3 separate regions of the Mus musculus genome follow, and all the other regions are linked to region 2. A link is a contact called in public HiChIP or PLAC-seq data. All regions are on one chromosome and are shown on one strand. The core of a region is the stretch at or near the end of the contact, and the rest is flanking DNA. Distances in the headings are between cores, read along the strand shown.

Region 1 (4,432 bases), core at 154-2,653, 220 kb after region 2:
CTGAGACAGGACATGGCATCCAAATAGTGGTTGCAGCCCCCCACTTTCTCCTCTTGGATGTAGTAGGCAATGCAGTGGTTTAAGTTTCAGGACCTTAAACAAGGTTCTATCTGCTCCCGCTGTTCCTCTTAGCACGTACCTCCTCGTCACAAGCCTGGCCCCAGCCCCCTTCCTTGTTCCTTTCCCTCCACACCCATATTCTCTCTCGGAGTTCTAGGCCCTTTGACAAGCAGACGTGACTAACAGGGAACATTTCTACTTTGTACCACGTTTCTAGCTCCCATGCCAGCACTGTTTGTGAACCTTCCACAGCCCTACCATGCATGATCTTGCAGAAACGGAAACACACCAGGCCTACTAGACAGGCAGAGTGCGGATGGAGGTGTGGTTACCATCGTGCACGTATATCCTACTACCCCAGCATCTCCCTTAGCATCTCCAAAGGGCTTTCCCGCTCAAGCTGCTAATGACCTCACACTGTTCTGTGGACACTAAGCCTTCTCTGCCTTCTTCTCCAGGGTAGTCCTTCCTAGCTGCTGGAAATGGTCAGCACTAGGTAGGTCCCAATCTTAGGAGCCATGGTGTATATGGTGGAAATGTGAAGCAAATTTCTGTGGCCACCAAATGCTTGCTTTTTGTTTTTGAGACATGATCTTACTATGTAGCTCTGGCTGCCCTAGAACTCACCATGCAGACCAGGCTGGCCTTGAGCTCACGAAGATCATCTTGTTTCTGTCTTCTGGTAGCTAGGATTGAAGATGTCTGCTATCACACCCAGCTACTAATTGGCTTAGCAAACAAGGGAGTCTAGTGGATATAGTTTCCAGGTAGATGACTGTGTACTGTTGGAGTCAGTCTCGTAACACACACACACACCGAGAAGGCCAGCCTTTAAAAGGCATAAATAATAAAAAAAAATCTGGTTCTGTCTTATAGCAGGACAACCCAGATAAGTCACTGGGCCTCTGGGAATGTGGGGTTCCTCTATAGAATGTATAGAAGGGTTGGCTTCAGAGTGCTTTTTCAGAATGAAAAACAAGTCCACTAAAATAATGCAGTGTATCCCTCCAACAGCTTGACCTGTACAGAGCAGGCCTCAGTGGTGTCACAGAAACAAGAGTAGCCTGTCTCCCATGGGGCTTTTCTGTGTCTCTCCTGATGCTGGCAGGTCAGGACTATTAATGCTATTGCAACTCCCCCTGAAACCATTCTTCTAGCAGGTAGGGGAACAATGCCAGCCCATGACAGAGTCATTAGGGTGTGACTGTGCAACTTGTGACTACTAAAGTGTTGATGAGCATCATGCACCAAGTACTCAAATTCCATTCTAGCATGTATAACTGGGCTGGGCACGACAGGATGCCAAGAAGCCACCCAAGTCCAAATGACTGTTCACTGCCACTGAGCTTGCTTGCTTTCCTTTTCCTGGAGGGGCCTAAGATGACAGCTGAGTCACATACCCACAGCAAGGACATTTGAGCCAAAGAATCCGGTGTGCCTAAGCAATTAACATTTAGCTAACAGGAGCTAAGGCAGAAGCTGGTGGAGCTGACAACCAGATCTGACCCTTCCAACATGTCAGTGTTTTAGTTACAAGTGGGGAGTGCCAGAACCATACAAACCTGAGTGCAGCATGTTAATGCACTCAGGATACTCTACCCAGACACTGGAGGCTTCTAATCTAGGTGGTTTGTGTATGACTATAGGAAGTTGGTATTATTCCCTTTTCCTAGGTGAAGGACCTTGTCTACCTGTAATGAGATCACCATGGCATATCTATGGAGGGTGGAAGGACATAGCTCTTAAGGGGCTGGTCCAGGCAAACCAAGCTTTTCTCTTAAGTGAGGAGCTGACCAAAAGGGAAGAATTCAGGAGAGCTGGGAAGCAAAGACCCAAAACAAACGAAACAAAACAAATTTGGGGGTGGGGCTCTGACAAGGCACCTTAGTGGGTGCTCGTGTGTGCGTGCATGTCTTCTTCCTTTTTTTTTTTTTTTTTTTTTTTTTGAGACAGGGTTTCTCTGTATAGCCCCGGCTGTCCTGGGAACTCACTCTGTAGACCAGGCTAGCCTCGAACTCGGAAATCTGCCTGCCTCTGACTCCCAAGTGCTGGGATCAAAGGCATGTGCCACCACTGCCTGGCTGTTCATGCATTTCTTACTTCAGTCTGAGGAACTTTCTGCTGGGTCCTGGGACCTCTGGAAGCTGTGCAAGGCAGGATGTAAGCTACCTGTCTAGGTCTAGTCACATCAGCCTCCCAGATTTGTATAATAGGTGACTTGATTTCAGGTCCCTTTCCTCCTCAGCCATAGAAGCTTCAAGTAGACAAATGTCAGGAAGAGACGGAGGGCACGGGACATTGTCTCCCAGAGAGAGCTGGCAACAGATTGCTGCTGGCTTTCTCCAAGAGGTCTCAGAATCCTAAGAATTCTGCCACCCGAGAGAATGTACAAGGAAAGAAACAAACCCCAACCATCTGTTCTACTTTCTTAGCCACTGGAAAGTCCCAGGAATGTAGGCAGGATATCTGGTGGGACTGGTACATAGATCCCCCACCAGAGGTCAACGTGCGCAGAGGGTCAAGTGCTGTCTGTGAAATGCTGTTTGCACAGAACCTACTCGGGCCTATACTCGGATCCCATACTTTCCGTCATTCCTAGCTTACTTGGTTTATAACAATTTACGATGCCTGAACGGTGATATGCTAGAAATTGTTACACTCACGTATTTATAGGGAAGAAGAAAAGTCTATATATACATGGTCAGCACAGAGGGAATCTTTCCTTCAAGTATTTTTGGTCCCTGGTTAATCTGATCCCCAGGAGAGACCTGCCAAGGTACACAGATGACTGTGTTCTGAGGGTCAAAGTGGGTTTTCCTTCTCTCTCTGCTCATCCTGCTTTCCTTGGTTGGCCTGCTTTGCCACAGAGGTGGTGTTTCAATTACAGGCTTCTACACCATTTAGGCACAATGAACTACGGTAAAAAGGCCACCAGAAACACCAAAAGCAGACGTCACAGTTGGGTGTAGCGGCACTCGCCAGTGATCCTAGCACTCAGGAAGCTGAAATGAAAGGATGGTAAGTTTGTAAGCCAGCTTGGGCTACACAGTAGACTCTGTCAAAAAGAAAAGAACCCCAGGACTGCTCAACACCATCAGCTTCACGTGGTGGGAGAGCTGGAAGCCGGTGTGGTGCACAGCAAGAGCTGGCTTGACAGGGCTAAAAATTAAAGTTAGCGGACAGTTTTAAACTCTGCAACCCTGCCATCTTTTCAACATCCACCGAGACCATGAAGCACACTCGTTGGTCTGGAAAGTCAAGCCATGTGATGCTCAGGACTTTGATGTCTTGGTCTGCCTCCCGAAACAGCTCAGGGTTGCTCTAGATACAGGTACGTGCTGCGGGGATGGCAGCACAGTCATCGGAACAGTGACAACAAGAGGCAGAAGGTGCTTGCAGTTTTACCTAAACGTCTTGTTTGTCAGGAGGGAGCTGACAGGCCTGCACTGACAGTCAGGAAAGATTAGGACTGGGAGGCTCTGCAAGGGATGGCAGCGCTCACAGGCATCAGCGATGGGCGAAGGAAACCCACCATCTGCTGGTAGGCACCCGTGTCAATACTGGAAGGGGAGAGGAAGGGCTGGCTGAGATCCAGGGCCCTCTCTGCCCACGTTAAATCTGAGGAGCTTCCTCTGCCTGCCTGCCAGTGTGTCAGTGCCAACACACCCAGTGTCTCTCGCTCGCTCGCTGGCTCGCTTGTCTCACACCCATAGGAAGGGAAAAAACAATGGATGCTGGGACCAGCGACGAGAGAGCACCTCTCAGGCTCGTTCTGAAGCAGGGCACACAGAATTCCTAAGTCCTGCATCCCTGTTCCCTCCTCCCCCTTCCCTCCCTTCATCCTCCATGAGACAGAAACAGGCCAGAGCCTGCTGCTTTTGGCTGCTCATGGCCCAGGCGCTGTTGTGTGTGTGTTGAGGGGGCTGGGGGGGAAGGCACACTGGAGAAAGGAAAAGCACTGAGCAGCACCTCAGACTGGCTAAAAGCAGCTTCGCAGTCAGAAGCTACAACTGTATGTGCAAACAGCAGTGCTTCGGTGGAGTAGAGTGCAGGCATAACAGGCAGGCATGTCCCACTAGTTTGCAGTCTGAGGATTCCAGAAACTGCTAGGCATTACTCATCTCTTTAGCATAGCTATCAGCAGTTATAGTTTCTGGCTATGATTCAGTAAGTTTGCTTCTCTAACGTTTAGAATCTTAAACTAAATCTTTTATTTCAAAAACAAAATCAAAACATTTTTTCAGAGAGAGAAGGTGGGCAGAGGATGGTCATGTTCTCGTGGTCAGCTCCTTCCTACCTCCTCAGGCTGGATGGAGAGGGGAGGACATGGAAGAGTCTCTGCTCAAGGGCTGTCGTTGGCTCACAGCCTTGT
Region 2 (4,949 bases), core at 2,384-4,883:
TCTGCATGGGGATGCTGCACAGGGATGTTGTATGGAGATGCTGTGCGGGGATGCTGTACAGGGATGCTGCACAGGGATGCTGCACAGGGATGCTATACAGGGATGCTGCACAGGGATGCTTCAGAGAGATGCTGTACAGGGATGCTGCATGGGGATAATACACAGGGATGCTGCACAGGGATGCTGCATAGGGATGCTGCACAGGGATGCTGCATAGGGATGCTGCACAGAGATGCTGCACAGGGATGCTGCACAGGGATGCTTCAGAGAGATGCTGTACAGGGATGCTGCATGGGGATGCTTTGATGGGACAGAGTTCTTCCAGCCAATCGTCCCCCAGTGCCCATCAGCATCCAGGGAGAGGGAGCTGGGGGCCAGGAAAAGGTTCAAATAGCACTATATGAAGTATGGGAAGGGACATTAGCTGTGTCTGGCCCAGCCTGCAGGATGCTTCTGGCCACTGCATGCTCACCTTGGTGACAACGGCTAGCCCACCTCTCTGGGAAAGCTGGCTATTTTCAGGTGGGTCCTGGCAGCAAATCTGCTGGCTCTGCTCTAACCTTCCCCTCCTGCAGCAACCCCAGAGGCATTGATACAAGAGGAGCAGGCTAGCACCATCTTCCAGTCGGAGCAAGGCAAGAAGACCATTGACATCTACTGGCTGTTCGATGATGGAGGTCTGGTCCCCTCTGACCCATCTGTGTCCCCTGGGAGTTTCTGTCCTCGGGGTCTCTGCATCTCCGGGCATGCTGTTCTGTCTTGTACTTACTGAGGCCTCTGGTGGGACCCAGAAGCCAGCAAAATGGACAGATGCCTTAGCCTGTCCTGGTTTTAAAACACAACACTCAGCTTCAATGGCTCTGCCTTGATAGAGTAAGAAAGAGACCACAGCCCTGCCCTAGTTGAACACATCGACTCTCTGTGTGTAGGTTCCCCATGAGCCTGTCCTCCTGTAGACCAAAGTGCTGAAAAAGAAAACCATGTCTGATTGGACATGCGTAAACTAAGTTTCCCGTCACCGTTTCCTCCACAATAAAACCCAAGAGCAATTTCCATGGTACCTGATCTGTGGCAGGAAGGACAGGAGAGGACCTAAGGGAGATTCAAGGCCAGGTGTAGGGTCCACACAGATCCTATACCATTCTCTAAAAGATATGTGGCACCTGAGGGCAGGTCCTGGAGCCCATCTCCCTGTGGATATCCAAGAGTAACTGTGTAGTTCATTAATGGTGCCTATGCATGCTGGGATATGTGAATCTGTGCCTGTCAGCAAGTGCTCTTATGGGTTCAACCTAGTGCAGTGTCTTTCTCTGCAAATCAAGAAACTGAAGCACAGGGAGGCATACACTGATCTCATGGTGGCTGAGCCTTGGCCTTATACGGAGAGACGACAGGGAGGGTGGCTCCTACTCTTTGGTCAGATGTTCAGTTTTCAAGAAATAAATGAAGGCCATCCTAATGTTTATCTGCTACCACCCCACCCTACCTTACGTGCCAAATACTCAGCGCCAGCTTGCTTGTTTAAAACCACATCATTGGCTGGACATGGTATCATATACCTACAATCCCATCACTTGGGAGATAGAGGCAGGAAGATCAAGAGTTCAAAGCCAACCTCAGCTACATACTAAAACCTTGTCTCAAAAAGGTCAAATAATGATAATTCTGAAAATTAAGAGCCAAACTCCCGCGTTAGCCAAATAAACCACAGCCTGCTGAGCACCATGGCCAGTGGGTTGGTTTAGTCTGGTGAGTTCCTCTGCAGGTGAGGAGCTAAGGTCCAGCAAGGGTTCCGCTGTGGCAGTCTGGGGTGGAAAGACACAGAGGGCTCTGTCCTGAGTCCTTTGCTCTTGGCTCCTGGGGATCGTCCCTGCTAGGTCTCACCCTCCTCATCCCCTATCTCCTGCACCGCAAGAAGAGATGGGGCAAATGCAAGATCCGAGTGTTTGTTGGGGGCCAGATCAACAGGATGGACGAAGAGAGAAAGGCGTAAGTGGGGACCACAAGGGCTGTGCCGATCCGCCATCTTGCCTCCCCGAGGCTGCTGGACTCCCTGTCCCTGTACCCTCCAGCTCTGCCCGTGGGTGGCCCTGAGGTCGTCCCAAAGCCCAGGCCAGCCTCTCTCCAGCTCACAGTAATGGTGCCTGGGGCTCACGCAGGAGCTCTCTCCATTTCGGAAGGGTTGGCTTCTGGGGCCCGCCTTAAGGAGACCCAGGCGTCCTGGTGTTTGCTCTGATAGGAACATGTGGTAAGTGCTGAAATCGCAAGACTCTTCATGGACAGACTCATGGAATGGCAGGACAGAGGTAAGTGAAGCAAGATTAGAATGCTTCCTGACAGTGTCCCCAGAGTAGGGATGCAGGCTCAGGGAAGACATGAGGTAGCCAGGAGACATACCAAATCTCATGGCGAGAAGTGACTTTTAATTCCCTCTCGGGTCTCTGGATGATTTGGCAGGAGATCTTGGTGTCAAGCTGGCCTATTCTTGAGCTCAGTTGAACTTCTAAGCAAACAGAGCAGGCCTGACTCATTGGCTTGGCAGGCAATGCCATCTGGCCAGAATTTGGTGACACTGTTATATTTATATGGGTTTTCATTGTATCTTCTTTCTGGCCATAAGTGCTGTTTTCTGCTTCAATTAGGAGATAAATTTTGCTTCTGAAATATATCTTACTAAGCCCCCTTTTAAAGACTATAACAAAACACCTGAGGCAGTCTGTCTCATAAAGAAAAGAGGTTTCATTTTGCTCACGGTTCCGGAGGCTCAGTCTAAGGGTTGTGTCTGGTGACATCCTTCTTGCGGTGATGGTGACGCAGGGTATCATATGACAAGATACTGGTGTGTGTGTGTGTGTGTGTGTGTGTGTGTGTGTGTGTGTTTGTGTGTGTGTGTTCTCCCCTCTTATCTTATGAAGCCTCTAAATTTCAGTTCAACCACAGGATGCAACCTCAGTGACCTGGCTTCAAATCCTAAACAGGTCTCAAAGTCCCTATCCATAAACACCAGAACAGGATTCTGTTTCCATGATCTCACTCCCACGCGCTGAGGATTAAATTTTAACCTGAGTTTCTTGGGGGTAAACTGTATGCAAATCACAGCACTAAGACAGAATGTGACTTGCCTTAAATAAACACAGAAGTACACAGAGGTGTGGCTGTAGAGGTGTCAAGTTGGCCTGAGTTGTAGGGGAGGAGTTGGGGCAACAGTGACTTTTCAGCCAAGGGAAGTAAGATTAAAGGTCGTGCATGATGAGACCTGCTCAGACGAATGGTGGCGGTTTGTCCGTGGAGAAGACTCTGGTGCAAGCTGTAGCAGGAGATCACGATAGGAGGTGGCCCCTGGCCTGTACCACTCTTCCTATACCAGGATTCCACCCCTGCTCTTTCTTCTAATCACCCTGTGGGTTCAAGGAGGCCCAGCATACTCTCCCTGCCTTCTCCCTCAGCCTGCTGCACTCCGTGAGAATTTTACCACCAAAAGGGCCTTCTTTGGCAAGGCCACTGACGGCATTGAGGACCCTAGCCACCTGACTTTCATGGGACTTTTAAAGAGTAAACAAACAGACCAGAAGGCTCTCCAGCAGTCTGTACTTCCTGTCCCAGCTCTGGGTGGCAGCTGGGTTTCGTGAGGTTTGCTTAGCTCAAGGTGGCCCCGTTGGGTAACAGCATGTCCTCACAGTGTTGATAAAAACCCTTCTGTCCCAACTGCCACTTTGTGGATCACATGATCTGCTGGCCCTATGACCCAAGGACTGCTTGGGCTCCTGGCAGATACCTGGATGAAGGTGCCACAGCTCTGCTTTTAAAATCCTGCTTCTGGGAATGGAACACTGGTTATGTGTGCCGAATGTGCATGAAGCCCTGGGTGTAACACACAGCGCTGCATGCACAGAGCATAGCAGTAAGCATTGGGGAGGGGGATACAGAAGACGCAGAAACTCAAGGTCAGTGGTGGCATTGCACACCTTTAGTCCTAGCACTCGGGAGGCAGAAGCAGGTGGATCTCTGCGAGTTCAAACCAGCCTGGTCTACAGAGTTAACTAGCTCCAGGACAGCCAGGGCTACACAAAGAAACCCTATGTCAAAACAAAACAAAAAACCAAAACAACAACAAACCAATCCAAAACCAACCAACTAGCCAACAATAACAAAGGCATAGCAGGCTTAGGGTGGGGGTGCCGGAGAGGTGCTTCCCCAGTTTATTACACCAGCTGCTCTTAAACAGCATCCAAGTTGGAGTCCCAATAGCTAGCACTGTTAGAACTTTAGCTTCAAGGGATCTGGCATCTTCTGGCCTCCTCAGACACCCTTACACACATGGGACACACAGAGAAAGATACACACATACATGTACATAAAAAAAAAATCTCAAAAAAAAAATTAAGTCCCATCCCTAAGTTCAAGAGCCAGCAGGAGCTGTCTGTAGAGGCCTGGGCCTTTAGGCTCCCCTTCCCAGCATGCTCCATGTTACCCTAGCTGCTTCTTCCCTACCCTCACTGGCTTCCTCCTCCAATGGGTCGGTCTGGTGCGCACATCACATCCTGGAGGTATCACCCAGACCATGCTTTGCTAGGATTTCTGGCTCAGCACTGGGCTGGAGTTCCACCGGTGCATTCTGCAAACATCTTGGGTGATTCCAATGTGGACATTGCCTTACCCTGAGGGCCTAGAGCAGCTTTCTCCAGCATGTACTAGCCCGCCAGATGGCTGCTTCCTCTGTGAAGTCTTCCGTGACTGTGCCCTCCAACAGTGGGCTTCTCCATCAGATGCTGAGTCTGTGCCGTCTAACGGGCGCAGCTCCTGGGTTTCTCCTCAGCTCGTGTGTGGTGTTGTCTCTGTCTTTACCACCTCTCTTCAGTCTCTCCCTTTGTCTTCTCATCCTTTTGACCTTCACTTCTCAAAGTGTGGTTCCCAAGCCTAGCAACATCCCAGTTCCATCCTGGCCTGCT
Region 3 (4,437 bases), core at 1,410-3,909, 190 kb after region 2:
CTGAGTGACCAGGAAAGCAGCAAGGGCTTTGTGGAAGGGTCTGGGGGTTTTTGTGTCATCCCTCTCCCAGATCCACCCCTGCTTGTGAGTTTACAATCAGCCTGGTTTATGTAGCAAGCTCCTGTCTCAAAATCAAAATGGCTGAGTGTGGAGTTTGGTGTCTCGGTGTACAGGGCCCTCAGTCCAATCCCCAGAGATTCAAAAAAAAAAAAAAGAGAGAGAGAGAGAGAGAATCATCCCCAGCATAGGATATCATGATGGGGCAGTACGTCTGGGATAACAGCAGCTGGGTCCAGGAATGGGAACACGCAGACCTCCTCCTGGTGTCCCTTCTCATCAGGTTCACGCTGCCTGTCACCATTGTCACCACTTCCAACAGCTTAGGTTTCTTTTGTCCACACCTAACCTCACGTAAGGAGTCCAGTAGGGCGCTTGTATCCTCCTTCGTGCTGACATACCAATTCCTGATCTTGGATCAGGGCAGCCACTCAGACAGTGCTACTGTGGGTCCTTTGTTGAACATTTGTGTCGGGAGTTAGCTTCCAGGCCCTGCCAAATGTTTCTCCTGCATGGTTTACACCAAATCCCACTGCCTGTGGCAAACTGTAAGAGTTCTGGCCACTCCGCACTCTTGGCAACATGGGACGTGCCAGCTTTCTACAGTTTTGACCGTCGTAAGGATGGCGATGGGCCTGGTACATAGTGATATCGCATTTGGTTCTACTGAGCTGAATGAGGGAGTAAAAGGAGTCAGGTGGAGAAAGAGAAAGTGCGTTCCAGGCAGCTGGACCAGCAGGTGCAGAATTGGGGATTCACAGAGAAGTATTATTGGAACCTCATATAGTAAAGAACATAGCCAGAAACAAGAGGGTGGGGGAGGGGACCGTGGGAGCCCTACCAGGGGGACTAGGTGTCCTCCTGGGAAGGACAGGGAGCCTCCAAGAGACTTGTGCCATTGTGAAACAGAGCTTTCAGCGTGCCCTGGCATTTTCATGGGGAAGAAAACAGAGGCAGGGGCTGGGGAGATGGTTCTGTCAATACAGTGTTTGTATGCAAGCGCCAGGTTCCTAGAACCCCAGTTGGAAAGACAGGTAAATCCATCCTTGGGGCTCAATAGTCATGGTTCCAGGCTAGTAAGAAACCCCAAGGAATGACATCTGAGGTTTTGCCTGTATGTATGTGTGCACTTACACACACACACACACACACACACACACACACACACACACACACACAGAGAGAGAGAGAGAGAGAGAGAGAGAGAGAGAGAGAGAGAGAGACGCAAGCTCATGCAGGAGAGAGAGGGGAAGGAAGGAGGGAGAAGAGAGAAAGCAAGAACAGGGTCCCATCAGCCTGGAAGGTGGGTGCTTTCTGAGACCCAGAGAGTGATATCAAGAGCAGTTATCATCAGCTTGGGAGCCAGAAGGCAGGAACCATTTAGGCAGCCATCCAACCTCCATTGTGGGTGTGGTCACATGGTCACAGGGCCTTGAGCAGGGGTGTCTGGAAGGTAAAGCTCACTGTGCACTCTGGATGGGATTTGTCTCTGTTGGGGTGACTATGTCCCTTCCAGCGGACAGGCAGGGATAGCCTGGAGCTCCTACACTTGAGAAGTTAGTATCCCATTTCCTGCTCCTCAAAGCTCAAGGTTGCTTGGATGACTTACTGTCTCTGTGAACTTGTCTGGCCTATAGTGACCAATTGTTTAGCCAAATACCAGTCTAGATGTTTCTGTGGAGGTATGTTTAAGATGTGATTAACATTTAAATCAGGCTTTGGGCAAAGCCGATTATTCTCCATGCATGGGCCTCATCCAGTTGATAGATGGCTTTCAGCCAGAGACTGAGCTTCCTTTAAGACGAGGTCTTGGACCTCAGGAGCACAACGTAGAAAAAACCCTTCCTGTTTCCAGCCCATGCTGCCCTCTGAACTTCAGGCTTACCCCCGTTGTGGTCCGATGAATTGATTCTTTAAAATCAGCCTCTTATTGTACGGATGCAGACATACTATTATCTTCGGAGAGTCCTGATGATGTGTTTGTCCTCTGAGTTCTGGCCCTTGTCATCTGGGATGACATCTGGTTAGTGGGATGACAATGCCCTCGGACCCATCCCAAGACTTCGGAGAACCTTGAGGACTTAGCAGCCAGAAGGTGAGGAGTGATTGACTGGTTAGTTGAGGGTTCTAGTTAGTAGAAAATTACTATCTAAACCAAGCATGGCAGGGCTTGTATGGAAGCTGAGTGTCACGCCTGCTTAACTAAGCCACGTGCAGGCCAAGCTAGAGCCATGCCCAGCCTCGGGTGTCCGCCTTCTTGCTCTCATCTTGGCTGCAGGTGGGCAGCTTCAAGATTGCTCTAGGGAGCGCGTTAGAAACCGCACCTGCCTGCCAAACCCGTGGTTTGTGCTTGGCTCCCCCCCCCTCCCCCCCCCCGCCTTGCCTGCAGGGCTTGTTCATACACGGGTTGTTAGTTAGGTGCCTCCCTAGGGCTTCTGATGGAGCAGGTCTGGGTGGGGCCAGATGGTATACTTCTGGTGCTTTCTGGGAACCATGCTTAGAGCAAGAAAAGCCTCAAGCTAAGAGCTACTACAGTCCTTATAATGTCGTGCCCACCAACTGCTGCGGCTTCTGTCGCCCTTAGGGACTCCAGGACTATTGCCAAATGTGCCAGTCTCTTATCAACTCGCTGGCCACATCCTCCACCCTTGGCCTAACTGACATGGTGCATTGTGCCCACAGCAGAAGAGGGTAACAGAGAACCTGTGACTCAACCAGTTTTAGTCCCTTGCCCTCTTTGTTTGGCTACACATCACCTGGTTTTGTGGGTTTTTTTTTTTTTTTTTGGTCTGCTGTCTCCACACCAGAGATTAAGGTCCACTCTAATAGTGAATGTGCTTTATCTTAATCCTTACAGCAACCCAGAACATACCTTGTTGCCTTCGATATTGCAGAGAGCAAAACTAAACGAGAGAGATTAAGTAAGTAATACAGCTGAGGTCACACAGCAGAGGAACGGCAGAACCAGAGGCTCACATGCAGGATACTACGTCCAGGGTCTGTGCATTTAACTGCTACTTGACACTGCCCAGAGGACCAGATATCTGTGTGACTGTCACTAGCAAGGTTTTGCAAGTTCACCCCTTAGAGTTTGCATCGAAAAAAAATTATATATATATATATATGTATATGTATGTGTGTGTGTGTGTGTATATATATATATATATATATATATATATATATATATATATATATATATATAATGTATATTATATATATATTCCAAATACCAGGTTGGACATGCCATGGTGTGGAAGTCGGAGGACAAGCTCAGGTGTCTTCCCCTTCTACTTTGCTGGAGTCATGGTATCTCTGTTGTTTGCTGCCGTGTACACCAGGCTAGCTGGCCTGCGAGCTTCTGGCGAGTCTCTAGTCCCTGGCTACCATCTCACCACAGAAGCACTGGGCTTATAGTCACACACTGCCACACCTGCCTTTATATGATTCTAGGGATTCAAACGCAGGTCCCCATGCTTGTGTGTCAGCCCTCACCCCCCCCCCACCCCCCCACCCCGCTCCCCAGCCACTGAGCCATCTCTATTAGCCTTGGGCATGCTGTTTTGACAGTACCTATGGCTTCCTACTAGGAGTGCTTGTTGGTAGTCCCACAGGGCCTCCCGTCCCTAGAGTGGTCACAGTTGAGAGTCTTGGGCCTGAGCAGCTGCTGCTGGGCCCCTTTAGATCTCTCCTTGTCCGCCTTCCGCTCTTGTCTCTCCCTGAGTCCCCTGCAACCTATTGTCTCCTGAGCCTGCTTCACTCGGCATCTCCTGTAACTACCACCTCAAAGTTGGGATTCTTGCATCCGGCTCAGCTACAGAGTCCCCTCAAACCACATCAAGCTCCTATGCTTGTCAGTGGGCCTGGGCTCCATCTATCCCTTACCCCTTCTTGGGCCTCCGCTGTTACATATGACCCTTGCACCCCTTTTCTCATCTTTCAGAGAGTTATGAGATCCAAGGCTGGAGAAGTGGCTTTAGCTTCTAAGTGATGCGGGTGAGCAGCCTGCTTGCTGGGTTCCTGACTCTGGTGCGTTTACTGTGCTTGCTGGGTGTTTGCAGTATACAGACCTGCATTCGTGCTAGGAGTCAGGGGCCCCCTTGAGAACTCATATTATGGGAGCTTCTTGAGGAATGTGTAAAAGAGTTGTCGCTTACCCTGATTAACTTAAAGAAGTGCTGCGGCGTGGACACAGAACACATTGGCTTAAGTGATTGTGGCAGACCTCTGAGAACGCTGATAACGGGGGCCCTTCAAGAGAAGTGTTTTCTTCGGCAAATGGAACCCCAAGTGCTAAAGGCTCGGAGCAGGTGGGAGGTGGGCACACTTGAAATGAGACTAGAAGTCAGGGAAGCTTGGCCGAGAACTTGGGAGAATGGCTTG

Evidence for each region. HiChIP or PLAC-seq counts read pairs in DNA pulled down with a chosen protein or histone mark.
Region 1: a contact with region 2 is called in a FOXA1 HiChIP or PLAC-seq map of pancreatic cancer cells. The contact joins two enhancer-like sites. A contact is called at or near these places in 3 of 484 Hi-C or Micro-C datasets (group 2 innate lymphoid cells, olfactory sensory neurons and ventral hippocampal neurons), 1 of 115 datasets of contacts at active chromatin or transcription factors (pancreatic cancer cells) and 4 of 9 other capture datasets (adipose tissue, embryonic stem cells, liver and 1 more).
Region 3: a FOXA1 HiChIP or PLAC-seq map of pancreatic cancer cells shows a contact between it and region 2. The contact joins two enhancer-like sites. A contact is called at or near these places in 1 of 39 promoter capture datasets (embryonic stem cells), 3 of 115 datasets of contacts at active chromatin or transcription factors (the 230-238 cell line, bone marrow-derived macrophages and pancreatic cancer cells) and 3 of 9 other capture datasets (adipose tissue, liver and pancreatic islet).

Annotation. Positions count from the first base shown.
Region 1 is chr8:94,570,693-94,575,124 of GRCm38.p6, forward strand. It overlaps Psme3ip1 (proteasome activator subunit 3 interacting protein 1), which reads right to left. Exons shown (of 8, transcript NM_028221.4): 8 at 4,248-4,432. Among named protein-coding and RNA genes, the nearest start is that of Gm38555, 5.6 kb to the left of the region's middle. Within about 2 kb of position 1,404, at least 35 of the 459 cell types and tissues checked have an H3K27ac peak or open chromatin away from gene starts, as enhancers often do. A contact at or near this core is called in pancreatic cancer cells, where this site is marked.
Region 2 is chr8:94,351,133-94,356,081 of GRCm38.p6, forward strand. Slc12a3 (solute carrier family 12, member 3) reads left to right here. Exons shown (of 25, transcript NM_001205311.1): 20 at 576-677; 21 at 1,878-1,989. Among named protein-coding and RNA genes, the nearest start is that of Gm15889, 24 kb to the right of the region's middle. Within about 2 kb of position 3,634, at least 108 of the 459 cell types and tissues checked have an H3K27ac peak or open chromatin away from gene starts, as enhancers often do. A contact at or near this core is called in pancreatic cancer cells, where this site is marked.
Region 3 is chr8:94,538,777-94,543,213 of GRCm38.p6, forward strand. All of the region lies in intron 1 of Cpne2 (copine II), which reads left to right. Among named protein-coding and RNA genes, the nearest start is that of Cpne2, 8.0 kb to the left of the region's middle. Within about 2 kb of position 2,660, at least 57 of the 459 cell types and tissues checked have an H3K27ac peak or open chromatin away from gene starts, as enhancers often do. A contact at or near this core is called in pancreatic cancer cells, where this site is marked.